2 separate regions of the Mus musculus genome follow, and region 2 is linked to region 1. The links are chromatin contacts, called in public promoter capture Hi-C maps. All regions are on one chromosome and are shown on one strand. The core of a region is the stretch at or near the end of the contact, and the rest is flanking DNA. Distances in the headings are between cores, read along the strand shown.

Region 1 (5,271 bases), core at 1,691-4,190:
AGGGGAGGCGGAAGGACCAGGAATCAGTTACATATGCATACGAGGCCTGTCTGAGCTAGGTCTCAAAAAATAAAAGCATATCACCAGGAGAGATCATGCACATCTTTAATCTCAGCGTCCAAGACATAGAAGCAATCAGATCTTTGTAAGTGAGGCCCAGCTGTCTATATAATTAGCTTTTAAAAAAAAAAAATCTATCCTATGGGACTCCGAGGCCTACACACACTCAGCCAAGTGCTCTGCCACTGAGTGGCAGGCAGCCCAACTCAAATGACTCTTGATTCAACTGCTATACAATTTTAGTATTTCAGAAGTGGCCATTATTCTACATGTATCTCCATATACAGCCTTATTAAGAAGCCAGCCTTCTGCTGTGGATGGTGTCACACCTTTTGCCGCAGACCCTCTGGTCCCCTTTCGACCAGAGTGCGTGGCAATCTTTAACTTCAGCCCTTGGGAGGCCAAGGCAGGTAGATCTCTGTGTTCAATCCTTAGGACTCACAAGATAGAATGAGATTCTAAACAGCAGTCCTTGGCCTTCATACCCTGGCACATGTGTGAGCACTCCAAACCCCAACATACAAAAGTAAATAAACTGGTTTAAGAAAAATCATAAATTAGACTATTTTTCAAATCATTATTTCTATGATCTTGAAAATAATTTTCCTTCATTATTAACTCATTCTTTTCAGGCATTGTTTTTAAAGTTCTCTGTGAATCTCTGCATTCTATGCAGAAACTCCCTTTTTATTACCCTTAAGTGACTGAATAAGCTTATCAAAACTTTCAGGGTTTTGTTTCTCATATCTAATTTCAGTAATTTTTTTCCTTCCAAATTACTTGTCCCAGCTGTCCTCATCTGTTGTAGCTGTGATGGTCCCTGTTGTCTTTGACTCCCTGCTTGCCACTTAGGTAAGCTGTTTGGGAGTGGAGAGAGAGGAAGCCCGTTGTACAAAAGGCTTCAGCAATCTCAGGGGCTGCAGAAGGCCTCAACCAAAAGTCAGCAAAAAGCTAGCCCTTCAGCCAGACTGATGCAAGAAATCACCTCTGCCCACTGGAGTAAGTCTGCAAGCTGATTCCCTAGCTATGTCTCCAGGTGAGAATCCAGGCTCTAAGCCACCTTCATTAGTGTTTCACACCCCTCATCAGAGCACCTAGCCAAGCCAAGACTCCTAATTCAAAAAGCTGAGATAATAATGTGTGGTGGAAGCTGCTGTGTTTGTAGTGTTACACAGTAAAATGAAAGCCAATATAGATATCTATTGATAAATATTATTGATAAATTTAAGGCAGACAAAGGGTACAGAGAATATGTTGGAAGGTGAGGTACAATTTATAAAGGTACCTAAAGAAACCTTGCTATCAAAGTGACAGTCAGGGGGCTGGTGAGATGGCTCAGTGGGTTAGAGCACCCGACTGCTCTTCCGAAGGTCCAGAGTTCAAATCCCAGCAACCACATGGTGGCTCACAACCATCCGAAACGAGATCTGACTCCCTCTTCTGGAATGTCTGAAGACAGCTACAATGTACTTACATATAATAAATAAATAAATCTTAAAAAAAAAAAAAGTGACAGTCAGAAGTAAAAGGAAAAGGCCACACAGATGTCTGGGAATGCAAGGTTGGGGGTTTAAGTGTAGCAACTCTATGTGTACATGTGCCAAACCTGTTTATGAACACTGATTCAAGTCTACACAGGTATGAAATAACAGGAAATATGACTGAAGGAATGATCCCTGGACCTACAGTCCAGTACAGTGTGCATGTGGGCCATTATAAAGCTTCTGGCTTTCCAAAAATGAAAAGGAAACCTCATGACAGGTTCAGGGGAGTGTTGAGACAGGGTCTTACTTTGTAGCTCAGGCTAACCTGACACAACAATCTTCTTACTTTGGGCTTCTCAGTGCTGGAACTAAAGGTGTGTGCCATATCTGATCTTTTGGCTTGGATTTTTAAAAAGAACACATTGAAAAGACAGGAACACAGTTAAAATCTGGAAGAATTGTTGTAGTAAAGTTTTAAAGACAGCACGTGATTCATAATGGTGGCTTGTAACTGAATTCCCATGGAGGCAATCAAGAAGCGCACAGGGTTTATGTGGATGGGCTCACTGTCCACTGTAGCTTAAAAAACTAGTGAGTAGATTATGAATACATCCAAAAAGAGATCCACAAGGATGGTAGTGGAGGTGAGGATCCAGGGATAAAGGGAGAGGGGCAAGCAACAGACACAATCTTGTCATCAGCATTTAAAAGATGGCATTTGAAAACTAAGAGAACAGCTATGTTTAGAGAAAAGATCCAAAAACTAAATCTGGGCACTACAATACGAAAAACCGCAGAGACAGCTGGTGTGGCATACACCCATAATACCAGGACTCAACAGGTAGAAACTAAAGGATTAGAAGGCCATCCTCAGCTATACAGGGAGCTAGAAACCAACCTGAGATCCATGGGACTCTGCACCGCCACCACCACCACCAAAAATAACTCTGCCCAAAGTTGCAGAAACAAAATAATGCAAAAAAAAAAAAAAAATTAAAGGACAATTACAAATAGGCAGAGGACAGATATTCTAGGCAGTGAAAATACTCTACACAACACTACAATGTCAGGTCCATGCACTCATAAATTTACTCAGGCCTGCTGGATGGGCACAAGAGTGAGTCTTAAGATAAAACACTAACTTTGGGTACCAAGAGTTGTCAGTGCAAGTTCATCAGCTGAAATAAATGTGGGCTGAACAGGAAGATGTACATGTATAAAGGGATAAGCAGTTCAGAGATTTCTCTGTGCCTTCCTCAGTTTTCCTGCGAATCCAAAGTACTCCTTTAAAAAAAAAAAAAAAAAAGGCTTTAAAAAGAAAGAAGTAACTAATGTGTTGACTCATGGTTGTAAGTTAAGTAAGAATCAACCACAGGCCTCAGTAACAGGAAGCTTCTGATGGCTCCAGAAGAGCTGGTAAGTGCTGGTAAGTGGTCTCAACTGAAATGAGGGAAACCCCATGGAGACAGAAAAAAGAAAACACCCTTTTTAGGCTCCACAAGGATGCAGGCAAACCCAACAGAAGCTGAGGGGTGTTTCTGTCATTCCTGCTTGTGGAAACAGACTCTAAGCCACTCTCCTGACAATACAATAAAAGTGTGTGCTTAGAATAAGCCTTCTCCGACTCAGCCCCCCACTGTTAGGATGACTACTAGCAGGAGCCACCATGCCTAGCCAATGAGAAGAGGGGACTTGCTATATTGAGGACTATATCAAGTCTTGCTATACCAAGACTGCTTTTAAAAGCATAGCAATTACGGCAGTGGCACAAGTACAAGGAATGGACACACTGAACAGAGCCCAGAACCAAATGTATAGAAGTGCAAACATTCGACTTATGACAAAGGTAGCTCCAGAGAGCAAGGAAAGAGAAGCCATTCAATACACTGTGTGGGACCCCTGGATATACAGACAGATACACAGAAAAAAATTAACTGCTGCTGTCTAACCATTCCCCCAAATTATGAAAATTACTAAATGTCAAGTACAAATATAAAATGCCCAGCTTCTCAACCAGGGGTTCTCAATGTAACAGGTGCTTTTGGTCCATCACTCATACCCAACAGGCTTAGCAATCTGGTGTGTCCGTTTCAACTGAAAGTCTACTTGCATCTCTATGTTTGAAGCATCTCTATGTTTGAACCATCTCAGTTCTAGCCTCGCCAGTCCTCTACCAATTACTGATGTGTAAAGAATATAAATAAGAAATTAATTTGGGAGGGTAAGGAAGTGTAAAAAAAAAAATCCGGGAGAAGTTGGAGAAGGAGAAAGAATATGATTAAATATACTGTATGAAAAATATTTTAAGTAATTTTAAAGAGTATGTACAATGACTATAATGTATATGAGTAATGCTGGCTCTCAAGAGTACCCACAGATTTAAATCAATTAATACACTTAAGAAAAGGCATGCAGCCATGTTCCTTAAGAATAGGCCTCAATCCAGTATATCTTGTCTGATATTTCCCATGTGATGACTTGTTAACTGTCACGGTGGCAGAATCTAGAATGGCCTCGAAGACAGGCCTCTGGGCACACCTGTGGAGGACTAGCCTGACTGCACTAACTAGGGGGAGGCAACCACCCACTGTGGGTACAAACATTCCTGAATATTCCCTGGCTAGGATCCTAGACTCCATGAAATGGGAAAGGGGGCTGAGAAGCACCGTGCATTTGTCCCTCTGCTTCGTGACTTAGGATGCAACAGGACCTGCCTCTGCAAGCTTCTGCCTCTGTGACTTCCCCATGATGACGGTCGTAACTCAGAACTGCAGCCAAAACTCACTTTTCTCCCTCAAAGTTGTTTTGTCAGAGTATTTTATCACAGTAGAATCAAAGAAACCAAGACACCTCCCATATTAACTATACATATCCTTATCTCAATGTGTGATTCTAAAGAAGCATGGAAATTAAGACCCAAAGTGCCATGAACTTGAAGAACAATTACCTCTGTTTCCATAACTACTATTTGAAGAAAATGCTTCAACAAAGCAGAGCAGTGTTAACAATCTGTGTGATATCTGCCTAGAAATCAAATATTTTGATACCACATGATGGTTGCTACACATCTCAAAATATTTTCACATATTTTACCTAGAAATTGTTAATGATCAAAACCTCTGCTAACCTGCATATGACTGTAACCTTCCTGTCTACAATGTGGTACAATTTTCCTATTATGTTCTTGTAACTCTTGAGCAACTACCTCTGTGTCACGCCACAAGACTGGGCCACAAGACAGTAAAACTGGACAGTTTCACAACTAGAGACACCCAAAGGAATCTAAGTCAGCATACTACAAAGAGCCGCCTGCATACCCATGTTTACTGAGCACTGTTCACAATGGCCAAGGTCTGCAAGCAGCTGAGGTATCTGTCAACAGATGAGTGCATAAAGTGATACATATATGGGCTTACCTTTGTTTCTGTTGTCTGGGAGGTATTTTTATGGGAGGAGGGAAACATTGCTTGAGACAGGTTCTCATTATATAGCCATGGCTGGTCTTGAACTCATAATCCTCCTGCCTCCACTTCAATCTCCCAAGTGCTAAGATTATAAAATACTGTGCCATCACAGCCTGCCATGAAGGAGTTGTTTTAAGAATTTTATTTATACATTTTAATTTTTATGTTCATTGGTGTTTTGCCTGCCTGCATGTCTGTGTGAAGATGGCAGATCCTGGAGTTACAAACAGTTGTAAGCTATCACATGCTGGAAATTGAACCTG
Region 2 (5,654 bases), core at 2,076-4,575, 34 kb after region 1:
AAAAACCACCACATGAATTGTCACAAGACTCATTCCAGCCATGCCTGGCAGTCCTTCAGTCACCTGATCCAGAACTGAAGGCTGCTTTATCAAACATAAACTATAAAGTCAACTGACATGCTCTATGTAAAGAGACTTTATTTTCGGCAATTTTGCCTTTACTATATATAGTTTTTGAGGCATTTCTTAGTTGATTCTGGAATGCTTGGAAACAATTTTATCTTTAAGCAAATATGGTTTCATAGTGCCCGGAAGATCATTTCTAGTTCACAGCAAGGTAACTGGAACATGGCTTTCATAATTAAGATACTAAAATGAAACATGTGCAAATAGATTTGTTATTTGAGCTTGCCAAGGGGTCAAAATAAGATTGTCACAGCCAAAGCCGGGCGTGGTGGCGCACGCCTTTAATCCCAACACTTTGGAGGCAGAGGCAGGCGAATTTATGAGTTCGAGGCCAGCCTGGTCTACAGAGTGAGTTCCAGGACAGCCAGGGCTACACAGAGAAACCCTGTCTCGAAAAACCAAAAAAAAAAAAAAAAAGATTGTCACAGTCAGCATTCTAAACCAAATAAAATTTTCAAGATATAGCTGAGAAAATAATAAGCAAGGCTGTCCCAATGGACATGAATATGTAGTCCACAGGATTCGTGAGACAGTTCAGGGATAAAGGGCAAAGGACTTGAAGCCTGTGACCAGCATCCATGCCAGGTGGCTCACAACCCCTTATAACTTCACTCCAGCGGATCTGACCCCTCCAGCCTCTAAGGGCACCTGTACTCACCTGCAAGGACCCACACACTAGCATACACACATACACATAATTTAAAACAAAATAAATATTTTAAGATATGGGCTTTGGTTAGATCACTATGACACAGAGGGATCAATGTGAGGAAAAGAGTCAAAATGAAAGACAGTAAGTAGTAGGATATCTGACAATGATTCTTTATGTGGCTCCCAGGAGAGACTATATATTCCTGGGGAAGGGGCGTGATGGAATAGTGCAAAAACAAAAAAACAAACAAACAAACCCACCCCCCTAGCAGCTATGAGAAGCAATGAATGGCTGGGATGAGTGGAAGGCATCCATCCCATTTGGAAGCTTCCACACTAACACAAGGTGGCGAGTACAGACACTGAAAGGGGTGAATCTGGTAGGCATTACACAATCAGACTCGGTGACAGAATAAATTCAAATGGGAACTATGGCCACAGATGGCCTGTGGCCTGCCCGCACCTGCAAAGCACTGATGGTTCTTACACTGACTGGCCTTTCCAGGCAGAATCTAGTTTAACTCTGTAAACCAGCTCTGCCGGGAGCTAAGAGAAACACTATTTTTTGGTGTTGTTTCGTTTATCTTAAGCATAGATTCATACCTCTACCACCTAAGTACTACAGGTGTGTGTGCCACCACACCCAGCTAGTGCCTCACTTTTAGATGAACCCGGTAAACTACCAGCACCCCACAAGGGGAAATCTCCATAATCGAAAATCCAGATTTATTTCTTGAAGGAAACTCTCTTATGATCCTACGGTAGGTCCTCCTCCTTTCCTGAAAGACACAAAGGTTATGTGTGTGTGTGTGTGTGTGTGTGTGTGTGTGTGTTTTCTCTCTCTATTCTCCAAACAGCCTCCACACACTTAAAGACCAAGCTCCAGCCTATGTTAATATTATTGGGCTGGTATTTTTTTTTAACGATTTTCATTGTGGGGGAGGGGCAACCCTGAATACACAGTAAGCATATGGAGGTCAGAGGGCAACCTGGCATGAGTTTGTCCTCTCCTTCCACCATGTGAGTCATGAGGGGGTTGAATTCAAGTCTCTAGGTTTGGTAGTAAGCACCTTTATCCAGCAAGCCATGTCACAGGGCCCTAGACTGATGTTTTAAGTCACATGTGTAGCAAACTCAGCACCACTGATTAGTGAAAGAATAATATGTCAAACAACCCTATTTTTAAAAGTATTCTTTCAAAACTAGAACAAACCTGAGCTGACTACATCTTAAAATTATTAAGGCCAAGAAGCAACCTTGTTGAGGTTTTTTTTTTTAAATGAATCACAAAACATTAAAAACAGATAAAGTGTTCCAGAATGCAGTGCTACATAATGATTCTGCAGTTTTGCTGTAATTTTTCCTGCAGTTTTACAAACATGCTGCTGTAGACATCAAATCAAATGGTTCCCGTTGTCTAAAAAGCATATTACTAAGCAATATCCAATTTAATTAAGCATAATGATTATCAATATGTACTTAATAGAGGTCTCACTAATACAATTCCTTCTAAGAAGGACCATGTATATACTTAATATAAAAAACATTATTAATCCGTGTGAATCTTACAAAATAATCTCTGGGAGAGCTTGATTTTATCAGCCTTTTCTCAAAAAAGGATTGATGAATCCCACCCATCTGGCTGAGAAACTGACTATGTCGTGTAGGGAGGTGCTGGTTTCCAAAACGCTATGTTTACATACATTTTTATCACACGCCCAAGGAAAGTCTTAAAATGTAACACTGCTTCAGGCTTTAAAAAAATTAAAAAAAAAAAAACTAGCTTGCAAAGATTAAGTTAATACCTGAAAGGATTACCGAAACGGAACCCTGAGCTAGATAAGACAGGCCACTCATGAAAAGGTGACTTCCATTCTAACTCTTTCAGGGAGAGAGCGGATTTTTCTATTCCCGTATGCTAAAATTCTACCTAGGGAGATACAGAGGGCGCGTTTAAAGCCGCAGGCAGCTCGGGAGGCCAGGGAGCAGCACCGCCTCCATACCCTGAGACCAAGACCGTTCGCTGCCAGCCAGGAGCAGGTGGAAGCCGCCCCGGGCTTCGGCCGCTGCCAACACCTCCCTCCCGGCACCGCAGACCCCGGGGCTGCCCCGAACCTTCCATCCCCGCCACCCGCGCACTCACCGGGCGGGCGGGCGGGCGGACGAGGGCGGTGATTCCTCATCCTTCCCCTACCCCCGCCCAAGCCCAGAGCCCAGGGGGCGTGGGTGGGCTCGTCGCTCACGGCCCTACGGGAGGCCCCAGCTCTGCTCACCGTGAAGGGGACGTCCCCGACGCTGCCCACCGAATAGCAGTTGTCCCCAGGGTTGACAGCCCCGGTGAGGACCTGATGCAGATGCATCTCGGGATTCCGGCTGGAATGAGCTCTGCGCCAGAGGAGGACGAGTCCCGCGCCCGGCCGCAGCCGCTCTTCCTGTGCGTCCTCGGGACTCAGCGCCCCGCTCGCCTGTCGTCTGCCGGCCGCCGCCCGGCCATGAGAGGCTCCGGCCGCCGCAGCCCGACCGCCGCTCGGCTGCGGAAATGCCCGGATGCTCCCACGGCCTGCCGCACCGGCGCACAGTGCGGGCGCAGGGCCGCGGCGCGTGCGAGGCGGGGGCGGCGCCGGAGAGCGCGCAAGCGGGGCGCGTGCGAGGCCGTCACGCCGCGCGCCAGGGAGAGGCCGGCGCGCGCCCGGCGCGGGGACGCGGCGCGCAGGCAAAAGAACGCGCTCACACGGGAAGCCACGCTCTCGGCGCCGCGCGTGCGCGTGCGCGCGCCACCGTCTCCAGGACAACTGCGCGCGCCGCGACGCGCGGACCCTCTGTGCCGGTTGCGCGCGCAGACCTGCGGGAGTTCCCTGGGAGCCCGGGGCCCAGACCTCCAGGGGCGGGGCCAGGGGGCCGGCCTGTTTTGCTAAGTGTTTAAGCGTCTCTCGAGGACAGCGCGTGCTGGTCAGTACCGCTGACCTCAGGGGAAGGACACTACCATCACTGGGCAATCCCATGATCTTAAGGTCCTTCTGTCTACTTTAAAGTATGCAGCATCTTACAGCCTTTAAGGGATGCTGAACTCCCCCGACAGCAAATTGTTGTGCTCACACTTTTTCTCACACGTCCCCCTAGAGACCGGTGATCCCTCTATCTAAAAGTGTTTTTCCCCCAGGGTATGATGTCATGAAGTCGCAGAATCGCCTGCTTTTCCAGGCTGTCTGCTAATTTGAAATCAGATCCCTGCCCCCACTACACACACACACACACACACACACACACACACACACACACACACCGGGTCAATTCTTTGCGATTTTTAGCTCAGGTTGTAGAAAAGAAACCGCGGCACGGAACAAAGGTTAACGAGGAAAATTTAAGACCAAACACGCACAAGGCTTACAAAAGATACAAAAATCGATGAGGTTACAATATGTTAACTAGGGGGCTGGAAGGATCTCTCTGAGGACATAGAGTAATGAGTCCCTGGATTCAATTTTGACAGGCTAGGAGCAACTAGGAATAAAGCATTATAATAAAGAAATTAGGAGAGCTAGAAAGTAAAATGTACGGGGGAGACACTAAGTTCAATGCTTGAGGCAGGTATATCAGTTAGGGGAAAGATATGATAGTTAACAAGAAATACACGCACCCAGGGGGGCTCTATGTCCAGGGCTTTCGAGACACTGAATCCACTGAGAAGCCCAGATTTTGTTCTGCCTGTCCTAAAGGCTATCTGCTACTTCTCAGCTGAAATGTATAATCAGGTGAATGTGCCGAGGGTGGAGAATGGAGGCAGATTCCGCATGTTTACTGTTCCGGGAAAGCAGCATCAGTAATCAACTAATTCCCAGCGACCTAAGGCATATCCCTTTTCATCTATAGTGGCATAAACCCCCAGGCTAAGATCTCGGGGAGGGGGGGAGTCACTCCCCACCTCCACCCATCCATTTCTCTTCACAATCCATGCACCTCACCGGCTCCCCAGCCCTCTACCTGTGGCTCCGCCTTCACGGCTTCTCGCTTAACTACCCTAGTTGCCGCCCATGTGCTGTCTTCAGTACATTCTCTCTCCAATCCATCCAGAGAAACAGTCTCTGTTTGGTTTAGGGCGTACTGGGAAGCGAAGCCAGGACCTGGCCCCAGCTAGGTAAGCCCTCTGTCACTGAGCTACGCCATCAGCCCCGGAGAAACCATTTTAATCTGTAGTTGCTCCCTTTCCCTAGAAGTTAAAAGTCCACATTCCTCAACTTGTTTGACAATCCATTCAATCTAGTTTTGCCTAATCTCCCTGTTTTAGCTCAGGCTGTTCTATTACCCACTAGTTTCCAGCCCCCCTGAATCAATGCCGTTCTTCAGAGCATTCTAGGGTTTTTTTTGTTCTTCCCTGACTTGACTCATGTTCTTTGTACTCTCTGTAATGCCTTCCTCCCCTTGCTGATCTGAGACACCATGACTATCTCCAAATACCTTATGGCTTCCTCCTTTGTGACACTCATAACCCACCCCCAATAATATGTTTGTCTATGCTGTGTGTTTGTTTACTAGATTCCATAGACATTTCAAGTTAAGGTCAGTATTTAATTTTCCCTAGTACTAGGATTGTAGAACTTTATTGACATATAAGAGTAAAAGCTAAATAACAGCATCCAGCCAGGCATGGTAGCACATACCTATAATTCCCAGAATTACAGAGCCTGAGGCAGTAGCAATACTTTAAATTCAAGGCCAACCTAGAATACATACCCAGATCCTGTCTCAAAAAACCAAATCCTCATACTAAATTTGTTGTCATTTCTATCTCTTTTGTAAATCTCATTTTATTTTTTTTAAAGATTTATTTATTTACTATATGTAATGACACTGTAGATGTTTTCTTCAGACATTTTTTC

What was found. Promoter capture Hi-C pulls out the DNA fragments that hold promoters and counts their contacts.
Region 2: a promoter capture Hi-C map of macrophages shows a contact between it and region 1, with 6 read pairs. The contact joins the promoter of Dmxl2 here to the enhancer-like site in region 1. A contact is called at or near these places in 2 of 39 promoter capture datasets (macrophages and neutrophils), 8 of 484 Hi-C or Micro-C datasets (ECoMG-derived neutrophils, the HPC-5 cell line, cortical neurons and 5 more), 3 of 115 datasets of contacts at active chromatin or transcription factors (the HPC-7 cell line, bone marrow-derived macrophages and embryonic stem cells) and 3 of 9 other capture datasets (adipose tissue, liver and pancreatic islet).

Annotation. Positions count from the first base shown.
Region 1 is chr9:54,464,786-54,470,056 of GRCm38.p6, forward strand. The region is part of intron 6 of Dmxl2 (Dmx-like 2); the gene reads right to left. Among named protein-coding and RNA genes, the nearest start is that of Dmxl2, 34 kb to the right of the region's middle. Within about 2 kb of position 2,941, at least 53 of the 459 cell types and tissues checked have an H3K27ac peak or open chromatin away from gene starts, as enhancers often do. A contact at or near this core is called in ECoMG-derived neutrophils, the HPC-7 cell line, bone marrow-derived macrophages and 5 more, where this site is marked.
Region 2 is chr9:54,498,301-54,503,954 of GRCm38.p6, forward strand. It overlaps Dmxl2 (Dmx-like 2), which reads right to left and starts at 3,326. Exons shown (of 44, transcript NM_172771.2): 1 at 3,051-3,326. The coding sequence starts at 3,137.